Regions from separate parts of the Xenopus tropicalis genome. Here region 1 is linked to region 2. A link is a contact called in public Hi-C data. All regions are on one chromosome and are shown on one strand. Each heading gives the region's core, a stretch centred on a gene start, on an enhancer-like site or on the middle of the called end of the contact. The rest is flanking DNA. Distances are from core to core; before and after follow the strand shown.

Region 1 (3,702 bases), core at 464-2,963, 48 kb before region 2:
TTGAAATCAATGTCTGTTTGAAATAATAAAATTGATTTCTTAGGTCAATACTTTAAAATTGGTCATGCATACAATAAAGCCCCCACACTGCATGGCGAAAGGTACCTGTTTATTATTTAATAAGATATTATTATGAGACTGCAGAGACTGATCTATGTGTTTCATACATGAATGAGATATATTTAGAAATGTATGCACGGCTAATAAACATTATATAGCTAACTGGAAACCAATGCAGCCTGCAGGAGAAGGTAAGAAAAGCGCACCAGCCTAGGTTACTGGTGTAGTGAGTGCCACGCCACTATCTTCTCACCTGTGCCATGAATCCCTTGCTTCTGCCCTAGGATATGTGTGCATCTACAGTACAGTTAAATCAGACCTTAGACACCAAAAGTCAATGTTTGTTCTACTGACCATGTGCAAAGCTCAGGCAGCAGCAAGGAATCCATGGGACAGATAAAAATCCATGGCCCTTACTAGAATGCTACCCTGGCCCAGTGCGTTTTTCATTGAAGACTTGCCCCAGCCTGGGGTCTGAGATAAGAGACTATAATTAGTGATGGGCGAAATGTTTTGCCAGGCATGGATTCGCGGCGAATTTCCGCGTTTCGCCATTGGCGGATTGTTTCGCGAAACGGATGAAAAAATTAGCCGCAGAAAAATTCGCCGTACGTCCAAAAATTGTCACCGGCGTCAAAAAAGAATAGTCGCGGACGTCAAAAGAATAGCCGCGCGACAAAATAATAGCCACGGGCGAAGAAACAATAGCCGCGCGACAAAATAATAGCCGCGGGCGACAAAATAATAACCGCGGGCGACAAAACAATAGCCGCGCGCGACGAAACAATAGCCGCGCAACAAAATAATAGCCGCGGGCAACGAAACAATAGGCGCACGACAAAATAATAGCCGCGGGCAACAAAACAATAGCCGCGCGACAAAATAATAGCCGCGGGCGACGAAACAATAGCCGCGCGACAAAATAATAGCCGCGGGCGACAATTTTTTTTTGTCGCACAACATTTTTGCCGTTTCGCCTATTTTTCGCCGTTTCGCGGATCTTTTGAAAGATTCGCAAATTTTTTGTCGAAGCGAAACGGAACAGATTCGCTCATCACTAACTATTATAACTACTGTATTTGACACTCCCCAGTGATTTGCAATATTGTTACTTTAAAAGTGGGCACTATCTGAATTACGACAAACATAAACAAATGGAGGGATTAATACAATGAAGCCTGTGTAGTCTGTTTTGCTGGAGACTGGCTGTATCAAAGATATTGTACATATAAATGGACCAATATTTGTCAGAGAGACCAACATTTTGCTATATGATTGTATATTCTATTAAAAACTGTACTGACTACCATGAAAGACAATAGATTCTACATTCTTAAAAACTTGGTGGATGTGTATAAACACTCTATTCCCATACATCACACAAATGTCCATTCAAAGTGTTCAGAACACATACTGGTATGACAGAAAATCTATTAGGCAACACTCATCAATCTCTCATTGCTCTGTCTCTTAGCCTTGGGCACTGAAATTCATTGTTGGCTTCAACATAAGATGGCCATACACGGTAGTGATGTGTGAGTCGACTTTTTGTAGACCCAAGCCAAAATCTAACACCTCCACTTCTGACCCACACCCAGGCCAACATGATGAGCTGTTGATCTTTATATACTTGCAACAGACCCGACCCTTTCTGACGTAAATGAGGTGGGAGGGGTAGACATCCTGATGGTGCAGGGGGGGGGGGGCGTGGGGAAATTCTGCCTCACCACTCACTTGCAACCATCACAAAACAGTGATTGGATGGCCTGAACCCGCCGGACTTGTGGGTTTTGGGTTGGCCCGCACATCACTAATGCACAGGTTTAAAAAATTTGCCAACTTGGTCCTTCAAGATACAGCAGCATATTAGCCTGTGTAAGGGGCCTGGGATGGGATCAGAACTGCATTGGCGCATCTATAAGTTCCTCATCAATGTTTGATTGGCCCAATTTGGCCCTGCATATGGGTGGCCCAATCAGGCACAGATACACTTGTTTAGCGAGTGTTGGATGATGAACCTTGGACAATGAATGTTAGTCAGGTAAGAACAGGGGACTGCAGACTCACATGTTGGAATCTGCGAAGTCAGAATTATTGCATTGCCCTGAGGCCCCCTAGTATGTAGCATGTGAATTACATTTGCACAGAATTTTCAGACATTTCAAGATATGCAAATATGAACCCATACTGAATATAACAATTTCCAGCATAACCCAGTCACATAAGTTCTATTTGCGTCCTTAAAGCTGATATAAATCCAAAAATAACATTCTGCATAAACAGAGAAAATGCTAATCTAAGCAACTTTCCTATACACATTCATTACACATTTTCAGTGGTTTTGAAGTTATTTGTAAATGAAATTGCTATAGAAAGCTGTATTATTCTCTGCTGTAGTGGTTCTGACTATTGAAAAAGTGTAGCTGAAGCCTGTGAAAAAGCACGTAAGGCTGACTTCTGCTATAGAACCAACAGAACAGAAGTGCAGAACCAGTTAGAAAAAGACTACTTTTAATAGCAATTACATTTACAAAAAACTTTATAAAAAGTGAAAATTTGTAAAGAAGTTATACTGAAAAGTTGATTAGAATTGTACTTTCTTTCATTAGGCAACATTTTATTGCTGAGTTTACACCTCCATTAAAATGTGCATTACTGCCCATAATATTTACAGGCTCCACTGTGTAATAGCTTTTCCAGGAATATTTATAATGTTTCCAGTGTTGCTGACATTATGCATTATTGGTAGGGGTTTGTTCATGTGTAACCAGTCGAAAAGTTTGTGACATGGGACTGACACATCACCTCACATCAATGCCCATATGCAGTCAGACTGCATATTTGTTTTATAGTCTGGTTGTTAAAGATTATTCCATAAAATGAGGGCAAAGAAGGCCGAACTTTCTCTGATCATGCCCCAATATTCGGGGGTAATGCTTCCTTCTCTGCTCAGTGTACTATTAGCCACCATCACAACAGGGCCAACACTTTTAGCTGTCAAAAGGCTCAACTGAAAACACTTAACATTATCTTTATGATCATGTCTTCTTTTTTTAACAATGCAGTTTTTATTTAAACGATACATGTGCAAACAGCACATATGCAAAAAAACATTCCATTTGTACAATCAGTTGATACAATGTGAACATTCTAACTCACATGATACTTACTAAAATCTGTGTGTTGGTGTGTCTGTTTGCCCCTTAAAGAGCCGACAGGCAAGATTTGTACTGAGGTAAAGGTGGCCTACAGCCTATACTGGAAAACATATTTTTTGCAATAAGGGGAAAGGGGGGAACAAAAGGATAAACAGGGGACAGATAAGGGTAGAGGAGACTCATGTCGGTAATAAACTCTTATGCACAGGGCCAATCGAAAGAGAGTAATAATAAATTGTCACATATATTGAGATATACTAGGGGTAAAGGTTCAAATAGTCCTGTAGTTCGGCTCCACATTGAATAATGAGGTATTTTGAAGTTTATATACAACTAGGCATTTAGCCAAGGGTCCCACACTTCACCATATTCATCTGTGCAAATACGTTTGTATACCGGGATCATCTGGTTAACTGGGTTCTGCCATAGCGACAGTGATGGGGGATTACAAGCTTTCCAGTGCATAACAATACATTCCTTGGCT
Region 2 (3,637 bases), core at 1,053-3,552:
AAACATTTTAATTCTTTTATTTTTCATTTAATGTGGCATACCAAGACCCCCTACAGGGACAAGTAACTGGTGTAATCACATTTTTTAAACAAAGCCCTATAATATGCATGTGTCTCTTTGCCTATATTTTAGGTGTACAGTATATTGTTTTGTCCCCCACCTCTTTTTTCTTAGTCCATTCATCACAAGGGTCAGACCTACATTTATACATGGAAGTATCCCCATGTAACTGTAAGTGAACTACCCACATGTAACAAGAAATAAAATATATGTATCATTAAATGCTTTTGTTCTGCTTGCGAGTGCTCGGCTGGCGTTGTTACTTTGTCCTTCCGCCCTGGAATCCTTCTGCCGCACAGCTATGTCGGCGCTGGGGAGAGGGTAGGAGGAAATACTCTGCTGCTACTAATAATAATAAAAAAATAAAATGAGAGGAGATGAAAAGAGCCGCGCTGCAGGAGGAGGTTCAAACTTAAATTAATTTGCTACTGAAAAAATACATTTTGTTATTTTCTCCGTGTCAACTGCATGATTAAAACTGGCTGTTAAGTGAGCTCAGGGGATCTTCTCGTAAAAGATTTATGAGTAATGTTCAGTGCAATATTCAAAGTGAGCCATGAATATCAGGGTAATTGCTCTCTCTGCTGCTTCTTTTACTAGGCACGAGTTTGTCAACTACGCCATAAATATTTGCCTAGTCTGGTGAAAAAAAGACAGTTCTATCGCCTGCATTTTTTATTACCTGGTGTTATGTTTACCTTTGGAGTCCCGCCTTTAGGCACATAGGTAATCTAACAATAAAGAAAAGAGACAGCCAACGATTCTGCGTGGATTTCATCTATTCTGCTTTTTTCTTTTAGTGCCGTTACACCGTGCTGCTTTTAACGTACCGTTGTAGGCTTCAGTGTGGAAAGTTAAAGCCTGCCATTCAGTGCATTAGTGCTGCTAACGAGGGGAAAAGCAGCAGTCAGTACTAAACTACAACTCCCAGAATGCCTGGCAGTGGGACTAAAATGGTTTATCTGCACAAGTCTGAGCATGCAAAAGCAGCAATTACATTTTTTCATCTCTATAGTTTCAAAAAGAAATAGTAATAAAAATGTACTTTCTATGTTCTACATTTTACTACATTAAATCATACCCCTAAAGCTTAAATGGCACAGAGTTGGCACACCCTAGTCTCAAATTTAAAGGGTTCAGTAGAACAAGACTAGATTTCTGTGCATTTCCCATCGTTTGAGGGTTAAGTTGGGTTATGAATAAAGAGAGTAAATAGAGATAACGGGCAGAGGCCTCTTCTTGTAATCGCCGGTGCTGTGGCCATGACCCGGTGTTTCATTGGGAAGTTATGTACATCTATATCTCTTTGCCTTCTCCGCTTTTGACACGGCTCCTTGTAAAGATGTGGGAATATAACATTTTATGCCCAGCATGCTGTAATGCGCCGACGCTTTGTGAGCAAATCACATGATGTCAGAACAGCATGGCTTTCGATTTAATCAAGAAAGAGATTAAAGTGAATGTGTCTCCGCTCCCTCCCTCCCTCTCCACAAGTCTGCCGCAGCATAGCCATTTGTCAACGTCAGTCGGTCTGATTGCTTTGGACCTACTGTTATCCGACTGCCATCAGCCAGCACAAGGGCAAAGCAGGCAGATTAGCCCATATAAGACCCAGTAAAGCAAAATTCATTGAGTGGGGTAATTGCAAAGTTAATAGACTGACCATATATATTTTATGGCTATTACTCTATTCGTATACACTCCTTGAGTCAGTTGTCCTTTGCATTTCCTGTGAGCGTATGTAGGTGCATATGTGTTTATTTATATCAGTATAGTTTATATATATCATTTTTCATTACCTCTCATTTGTTCACTTATTAATATACATATATGTTATTGCATTGTACTAAAAGTTGGTCCTCATAATGTATTGTACTCGGCATATTCCTTTTTATTGGATCCCCTTTCTTCAGAATAATATTTACGCAGTATTCTTCACACTCCCCGCCGCCGCTATAAATTTGCTTAATAATATTGATTTCCCTTTACGCTGGAAAATATTTGTAATGTTTGAACTGTAAATACAGCTTTTTCTATAAAAAAAAAAAAAAAGGAAGCAGTGTTTTTTTTTTAAGCACTAGCCTGTATAGTGTTAAATAAGTGCCTTTATTATGCATAGGGGATCCTGTATAATATCTTTGAATATTCTGTCACTGACTGATTCCTTTGAGGTGCACCTTTTCCCACTGACCTCATTCCTGCCTTGGCGATAAATGGGGGCTTTGTTTGTGCTGCCTGGGCTGCACGAGCCCTTGTACACTCTGTGTCACACTAGCATTCCCTCCCACATTCCTCAGCATCTCAATAATTTCAATTCCGACTGTAGCAGAGCCTCCTAATAATAATTAAACACAATACAATTAAAATGATGAATGCCTTTTCTTCCACTGCTTGCTCAGCAATATGTAGACAGTATCTGTCCCAATTATATGGCTTATAAAACCACAAGTGGCAGAAGGAGCCGTATTTAAGAGACTCCGGGTTGTGTGCCTGGTCTGTGTATGTGCCTCCCTGGAGAGGTGTATTACCTGCACATGATTGATTTGACGGGTGCTCCTTTTTATGCAGTTTGGGCTATTTTGTGTGACTGGTGTTTTAGCTTATTATGGTTATAGCTATTTTAATACCTTGCTGTCAGAGTGAAATATTTTATGCAGAGAGTAAAATACCTTTATATAATATTATACATATTTATCATATGGTGTATGTGTGTATGTTTATATAGTTATATGTGCTGTTTGTGTATGCAAATCAGTGTTACAAGAGTTTGTATATATATATATATGTGCACATATAAACAGTATGTATAAATCTGTATATTTGTTTGGGCACAAGCATTTGCAACCAGTACAAATCTCAATCTGATATCATTTGTGGTGCTTATGGTTATTCCAATAGCATTCCCCCTTCCTGCAAGAAGAATAATCATGACATGTAGAAGCTTTTACTCATATTGGAGCAACCTTAAATAGAGGGATCAGTATCTGGAATATTTTAGTCTGCACTGCATCCCTCACCTTTTAGATTGTAAGCCTTTGTGAGCAGGCTCTCTGATACCATTTTTATTCTGTAACACTTGTTTGTTGTTATTATTATTTTTATTCGACCATGGTTTGTCGAGTGCTTTTGCACTATATAAATAAATTATGATAATTTGAAAATAAGTTGTTGATAACATGCCCTGGTAGCATAAATACATTGTTCTATTGTACATAAAGTATAATTTTATTATTTGGGATATCTCCGTTATTATTACAAGCCTAACCTTGCAATGAGTGAATGCGTTATTTAAGCAGCAGTGCAGTGTTTGCCCTGGTACCCACTTTTAAGGCTGGTTTTCCCTGTAGGACACAATCTATTATTATTATTAAAATATATTTGTAAAGCTCCAACATATTCTGTGGCATTGTACAATAAATGGTTGAATGCACTGAAAATACAGAATTACATACAAAACAACCAATAATCATGTTGTCCAAAAGAGCTTACAATCTAAAAATCTGTTGTTACTATCTCTATAATTTCCCCATAGCAGGAGCAGAATATATTCCCACAACACCTTGTGTCCAGAGATACC

Evidence for each region. A called contact is a pair of places that touch in the nucleus more often than the background predicts.
Region 1: a contact with region 2 is called in a Hi-C map of neurula embryo, with 2.0 times the contacts expected there. The contact joins two enhancer-like sites. A contact is called at or near these places in 2 of 5 Hi-C or Micro-C datasets (gastrula embryo and neurula embryo).

Annotation. Positions count from the first base shown.
Region 1 is chr8:111,442,207-111,445,908 of UCB_Xtro_10.0, reverse strand. No RefSeq gene overlaps it. Among named protein-coding and RNA genes, the nearest start is that of c15orf41, 7.8 kb to the right of the region's middle. Within about 2 kb of position 1,713, at least 2 of the 11 cell types and tissues checked have an H3K27ac peak or open chromatin away from gene starts, as enhancers often do. A contact at or near this core is called in neurula embryo, where this site is marked.
Region 2 is chr8:111,394,591-111,398,227 of UCB_Xtro_10.0, reverse strand. All of the region lies in intron 6 of c15orf41 (chromosome 15 open reading frame 41), which reads left to right. Among named protein-coding and RNA genes, the nearest start is that of c15orf41, 40 kb to the left of the region's middle. Within about 2 kb of position 2,302, at least 1 of the 11 cell types and tissues checked has an H3K27ac peak or open chromatin away from gene starts, as enhancers often do. A contact at or near this core is called in neurula embryo, where this site is marked.